2 separate regions of the Mus musculus genome follow, and region 1 is linked to region 2. Evidence: chromatin contacts called from public promoter capture Hi-C data. All regions are on one chromosome and are shown on one strand. Each heading gives the region's core, a stretch centred on a gene start, on an enhancer-like site or on the middle of the called end of the contact. The rest is flanking DNA. Distances are from core to core; before and after follow the strand shown.

Region 1 (3,500 bases), core at 266-2,765, 610 kb after region 2:
GGTGTGGGTTCGTGAGAGCAGGGAAAATAGAAACCTTTCAATTTCTGGACTGCGTACATTACTCAGTAAAATACTTTCTCTGGGCAGTCAAAGTCATCTGAAAAAAATAAAACAAACCATCTTTGCCAGCACCTAGCACAGTAACCTGCTGACATAGTTTTATGCCCCCGTTGAAAGTCGAGCCCTTTCCTTTCTGGGTTTTTGGGGATCCGCAGCAACAGTAAAGTGCTGATAAACCTTCGCCAAGGAACATGAAAAGTATTGACTTTCCCGTTTAACCTCGTAGCCGGCGTTTACGGCCAGAAGTCCTGAAATCAATCCATACGGAGTGCAAGGTTACAGCGCCTCGTCAGGAGTCTCTCCACCTAGAGCCCCCCAAGAACTCCTTTTTTCAGCGTCTCACCTGAGGCAAAGGACACAGACAAGCCCGGGCAACCGCTCCGCCCTCCGGCCGCTCGGTCCGCCGCTCTCCAAACGCCAGCAATCGAATCTCCCGCGTCCTCTTCCGCCGGAAGGACCGTCTTGACGGACTTTCAGGAGAGCCAATCAGAAAACGCCCTGCAGGGCGTGTCCCCACCCCACCACCCACCCCCGGGCAAGCGACCCTTCTTGTAAAGCTAGGGGTAGCTGTGGGTTTCGAGGGTCGTTCTTCATCGACTGGTGGAGCGGTAGTTCTCTCGGCGAAGTGCGAGGGAAGCCGGGAAGGCTCGAGGCGTGGGAAGGAGTGGCTTCAGACGGACGCCGAGGGCGTGGGAGCGGATGAAAGTTGGCGCCGCGGGCTGGACAGGAGGGGGCGCTGTTGTAGAGGGAGTCGCCATCGCGGAGCATGGATGGATTACCGAGGCTTAGAGAAGGCTTAGTCTGCGCGCAACACCCAGCGGCCACAGGAGGGACGGGTCGTGCGGGCAATGCGGACGATGGGGGTGACCCGAGAACTGAACACCGGTGGGGCTGCTTAGGCGGGAACAACAGAGGCGAAGAGCCCGAACGGCCTACAAGGAAGGGGGCAGAGCGATCTGTGAACCTCGCTCCATTTCCTGCTACTTGAGGGGCCCAGCATCGAGTCCCTGTACTTGTTTCCTCACCTAAGTAGAGGGGAGAGTCCAACTCCGTCTGGAAGGTTGCTGTTCTGGTTGAGTGTGGGTCACGTGTGTGCCGTCATGCCTGGTGACAATAGACTCACTCTCCCTCCCTCCTCCTCCCGCCCCGTGCCATTATAAGGGATTTGCGGAGAGCTGGGGTGTTACGTGGGACTGAGGTTGCGGGGACAGTGTGATGGTGGCAATAAAGGCGGGGATATGGCATAACCTAGGGTAGCGATAGGGCTTGGGGAGCCATAGATAAGGATGGGGCAAAACCCTGCGTAGTAAAGGCCGACGTAGAGTGTGACCTCAGTGGAGGTGGGCGGGGAGAAGGAGGATGGCGAGTGGCAAGTGTGGAGGCAACGCCTTTGGGGCCAGGAGCTGCCTGGTTTTAGGTTTCCCGGGGGAGGAGCTGGTCTGCAGCGGGCGGAGCTACGAGCTGGGCCCGGCTTAGTCTTTGCGCTTCTGCTGGTGGCTCTCTTTCTTTAGTCGCCCACACTGTGGCTGCCATCCCCAGCCATGGGCTGCCGGGCTCTCCTGCTCCTGTCTTTCCTATTACTCGGGGCCGCCACAACCATCCCGCCTAGGCTAAAGACCCTCGGCAGCCCGCATTTGTCAGCCAGTCCCACACCCGACCCTGCTGTAGCCCGTAAATACTCAGTTCTTTACTTCGAACAGAAGGTAAGCAGAGGCTGGGGAGTAAGGGTTCTAGGTCCCACGTCCCAACCGCCCGCCCATACCTTGCTTGGCTGTTGGAGCACCGCCGCCCACTCCAAAATTCAGACTCTGATACTTAGGACTTGACTTGGTTTTAGTTCACATTTTCTGGAGGGTGGTCTTAAGCCTTAATTATTCGAGTGTTTCCCAACAGAGACCATGAGAAATTTATCCCTCCAGTTCTGGAGGTCCAGGATACATATTTTTAACTCTTCATTTTAGGAAATGCCTCAATCTAAACTCTTTGTTTACCTTGGCCAAAACCAGATTATGGAGACTAACCTTTGACCCCATACCTCTCACCTCAAATTCTTAGGTATGGAGGCTAACCTTCACCTTTAGGTCTCTCAACACAAATTCAGATGTACCCATTACATAAGAATGTATCGCTTCACTAAACTGCTTCTCTCAGCTGAAATGTTACCTTTAGAGGCTAAAAGGTCTGTATCCCCATCTGAAGTGAGTGCAAGGATCAGGTCTCTCTGGTCTTGAACTTGAGTTCACAGTTTTAAGACAGGCTTCTCCAATGCCTTTGTATTTGGTGGCAGCATGAGACCATAGGTCATTACCCTATAGGTCTGAATGAAAAGTACCTGTGTCCTCTGAAATGACAAGGCTATATAATTCTATAGTTCTAGGAGTCTCTGAGGCCTGAATGCACAAGGCACTGGGATTAGAAAGAGTACAGTCGTCTGATCTTGGCTTTAGAAGTCACATCAGGATTCTGGCCTCACTCTGTGATCTTGGACAAGTTACAGTTAGTTTCTGAGCCAAGTTTCTTGGCTTACTGCAGAAGGTTGCAGTGATGACTAACTGAAGCAGCTAAGAACCATAAGCCCTAGCAGAGTAGCTGCCCTGAATAGAAGGTTACCGATGGAGGCATGCTTATTGATGGGACGTTTGACTAGGTAGGAATTTGGGAAAGAGGGAAGACATGGGGTTGTAGAACAATTTAGTTTTGAAGTAAAAAAAAAAAAAAAAAGACCTAGAAATTTAAGTTTGGGTTTCAAAAAAAAAAGAAAAACGAAAAGAAAAGAAAGGAAGAAAGCAAGCAAACATTTTAATTTAGCTGAGGTAGCAGAAGTCTTTCTGGAACGGCCCCTTTAATTTCTACAGCGGCTTATTTGTAAGTTGAGAAGTTGGAGGCAGGACCATGGAGTTTTATGCTTTCCCTAGGAAAACCTTTCTGTGGAGCGAGCTATGGCTGTCTAGCTGAAGTGAAGGCTGTGTTAAGAACTCTAGGACTTCCTCTTTTCTGTAGCTCTGCTCTCCGCCCACACTGTAAAACAAAGCCGAACTCATGGCTTTTTCCTATGGAACGACTCTTAATCCTTGTACTGAAACCTCTTTTACACACATATAATTCTTCATAGCATCCAGTTATTAGCAGTAAAGTTAGAGGGGGAAGCTTTAGTACATACGGTCTCTAAAAATCTCCCTGGGAATACTGCTTCCAGAGAATGCAGGGGTAAAGGGTGGAATGATGCTAATTTATTTTCCTCTCTCCTCCCCCCCCCCCCCGCCGTGTGTGTGTGTGTGTGTGTGTGTGTGTGTGTGTGTGTGTGTGTGTTACTCACCAGTGCACATATGAAGGACAGGAGGATGTGAGGTGCCCTGTGCTATCACTCTCTGCCTTATTCCCTTGAATGAGAGACTGGAGAATGTTCTTATTGAACCTGGAAGCCTGGCCTTCACCCATGG
Region 2 (3,367 bases), core at 679-3,178:
ATGTGTTTGTTGACATTCTTAATAAAAAAATAGAAACAATAAAAATGTAATCTCTCTGTGGGACTGGCAAGATGGCATGCACACACAGGCACACATACATACATACACACTTCAAATTTTTTAAATGCAAATTTTCAAAACTGCCCAGTTGAAATTTTGTCGAGGACTTGGTATGAGCTGTCACTAATAGGAAAGCACTCTAAGATGAATGGTAATTAAGAGAGAGTACAGATGTTTTCTTAGTCACTGAGATTTAGGCTATTTCCTGAAAAGTGCTTTCCAGATGCCAGGTCTCACCTTCCTTTATCCATGCAGTCTAGCCTAGTGTGGTTATTGGCCTTACTTCACAGGGGTTAACTAACTTGTCCACGTCATACAACAGAGCTTCAGCTTTCTCCAGCAGGCATGTGTTCCTTCATATGTACATTCATGATCAGAATCTGAGTTTATGGCCCATGGGTAGCTATAGGTGTTCTCTTGGCCTGGTATTATTTTGTAGTGAGGAAAATGGAAGGAAAGATAAAGATGAGAGGAGGACACACAGAATCGTCAACTATTATGAATGGTGGTGAGCCTGAGCCAGAGTTTACTGATTAGACTCATGAAGCAGGTAAACAAGGGTAGGCACAGAGCAGAGCCCTGGGAAAGGGGAGCTTCAGTTTATGATGGAGTGTGGGAGCTTGGGGAAAATGTTAGTGGTAAAGGAGGGATTAGAACTTGTTCTCAGGCTGCCACTAACTACTGGGTATCAGCCTTTCATCTAGACAGTGCACCTCACTCATGCTTTCTCCCTTCATCCCTAATAATGGGGTGAATGAGGTAGGAGAATCAACCTAAGAGATTTCTTTATCAACTCACCCAATTGACTCTTCATGTCAGGTCATAAATGTAGGCTTTAAGACATCTTCATTGCAATTGTAGCAGCAGGAGAGCAGGAGAATAAGAGAAATCTCAGTGCAGGTGTTCCAACAAAGGGCTATGGGAATGCAGGTGAAAGAGCAAGGCTTGGCAACTGAGGCTTCCTGGTGTGCTGATTGAAGAAGAGGCTTGTGCACTGGGCCTGGAGGGTAAGTAGGATTGCAGAAGGCTCTCAGGAGGCAGCACGTGAGAGAGGCCCTGTAGAGAGACCTGGAGGTGTGAAAATGTAACTGTCACAGTTTTACCTGTTGATGAGGGTTAAGTGAGGACTCAGTGGTGGTGGAGGCTGGCTTTTTAGTCAAGCGACCTGGGCTTGGTGAGCTGACCATCACTAGCCGAGGTTGCCTTTGTGTACATCTGACCCTCTATTCGCACAGCAATATTTTGATTTACTAAAGGCTTCTAAAATACAACAAAATGTAGTTTTAATGGGATGCATTAGAAGATCAATGTGTTCCATTATGGAGTAGGGGAGGGGGAGGGGGAGAGAGAAAAAAAAACATTGATTTTCCTTGAAAAAAAATTGTTAACGTGCTTGAAGCAGAAGGATGAATAAATGTCTACTGGAAGGGATTCTAACCAATGGGACAAAGTGCCTATGTTCTCTACCATTCGTTCTCCTTGACTTTCTCATCAAGGAGAACAAGTAGACAGGAGAATGAATGCCAGGATCTGGAAGGAATGTTGATGACCTTGCTTCCTGTACTACCTATGGAAGCTAGAAGAGATGAAAGGAAGATGGACCAGGACCAATCTAGAAAATGATTGGCAGAAAGGCCCTGAGGCACAAAGAGAGTACTGGTTATCTACGGAGCTCCAACCAGGCCTGGCATTATAGTCCCCTAGAGTAATGTTCATTCAAGCAGATTGACCATTTTTTTCACAGTGATATTTCATTGGAATGGGATTTTGCTGGAAATGGATTTGGTGATGACTCTTAATGAGTGTCACCCTGCTGACTTGATCGGGGCTGTGTTCTGCCAGCCATCTGTTAGCATTGCACAGCGCCCTGAAGCATGTGCCATAAGTGAGTCCCTGTCCTGTGTGGTCTTGGCAGTTATGGTCAGAGGGGCAGAGTGCATTGTGACAGCCTCTTAGAATTCACGTTGCAACTATAGAATTTCTATGGAAATCCTCTGTTTTAGCACCTTTGATGACATGCCAGGGCTTGAATTAACACAAGTGCCCCAGATCAGTACCAAATCACTACATATCAAAGCCATGGAAATAAATACTTTATCAGGCTGAGTTACTCAATCCTTTAGGATCTGAATTTAAGGAATGAAGCTTTAACAATAATGGTAGTTGGCTAATAGGCCAGAGCATATGGGTACCGGGAGCTGTTTTGATATCTGCAATTGATTACAAACATCTTAAATTAATTTTTTCAGGAAATTGAACAATAAAAATCAAAGCTCTTAAGACCTTCCTGAGGATCTAAGTTACTGCTTCTTTAGCATTCACATGACTGTGTGCACATACCCATAAATTCCCAGAGTTACAGGGCAATTACTGCTGAGGTCTGGGCAGAGAAATGGGATTTAACCATCTGCTCTCAAAACATGTCCCAGCCAACCCAGAATATTCACTCTGACAAACCCTCCTACAACACCAGAGCTATGCTTTTTCTGAATAAACATATTTTGCCAGAAAGCCTGAAACAATATCTATCCCATAATGCTCATAGTCAGTACTGTCATTCCAATAACAAGCCAAGTGTACTGTCAGGTGTGTGGCTGTTATCTTCACTTCTTCCCATTTTTTCACTTTCTCCACCTACCCAGCAAACATGTATTGATCTGTCTAGATTTGGAAATGCAGTAATATGAAAGTAGGTGCTAGTATTCTAGTCCTCAGTGGCAAGGGACAGAGAAGTCACTACAGTACAGTTTGGTGGCAGGTGAGAGGGTGAAGAGAAGCACTGAGTAGATGACTGGAGGAAAAAAGAGAGCATCTACCCTATGTCAGGTCACCTTGGGATACAGGTTGCCATCCATCTCACATAGGCCTATCACAGAACATCTGTGTGGTTTTTGAGGCTTTTGTTGATGATGGTGGTGATGATGATGATGATGATGGTATTTTTTCTTTGTTTGTTTGTACAGGCCCAGCCTAGTCAGCCCCCAAGATCTCATATCTATATTCTTATCCCTAGGTGCTTACAAATTCTAGGACCAAAGTCTTGGACTATCATAAATGTGTTAGTTTCCAGCCTACCCTAACCTCATTCTCAAAGCCCTAAGGAAAGTCTACCACATATTCAATTATCAATTTCCACCCCTCCAGGAATTTTTAACACTCACTGCATCCAAGATCCTATGCTAGACATATTACAGGAGTAAGTAGAAAATGCCTCATTCCTTCCAGGGTGTGTCCTTTGGGACAATTACTGCCGAAATGCAAGTCAGGGCATGACGACTGTCAACACAGATTGTTTGGCAAATGTGTA

The links. Promoter capture Hi-C pulls out the DNA fragments that hold promoters and counts their contacts.
Region 1: a contact with region 2 is called in a promoter capture Hi-C map of hippocampal neurons, with 2.2 times the contacts expected there. The contact joins the promoter of Prcp here to the enhancer-like site in region 2. A contact is called at or near these places in 5 of 39 promoter capture datasets (the 3T3-L1 cell line, frontonasal cranial neural crest, hippocampal neurons and 1 more).

The regions. Positions count from the first base shown.
Region 1 is chr7:92,873,738-92,877,237 of GRCm38.p6, forward strand. It overlaps Prcp (prolylcarboxypeptidase (angiotensinase C)), which reads left to right and starts at 1,516. Exons shown (of 9, transcript NM_028243.3): 1 at 1,516-1,763. The coding sequence starts at 1,602. Ddias (DNA damage-induced apoptosis suppressor) reads right to left here and starts at 510. Exons shown (of 6, transcript NM_001355126.1): 1 at 404-510.
Region 2 is chr7:92,262,708-92,266,074 of GRCm38.p6, forward strand. All of the region lies in intron 13 of Dlg2 (discs large MAGUK scaffold protein 2), which reads left to right. Among named protein-coding and RNA genes, the nearest start is that of 4930567K12Rik, 140 kb to the left of the region's middle. Within about 2 kb of position 1,929, at least 16 of the 459 cell types and tissues checked have an H3K27ac peak or open chromatin away from gene starts, as enhancers often do. A contact at or near this core is called in hippocampal neurons, where this site is marked.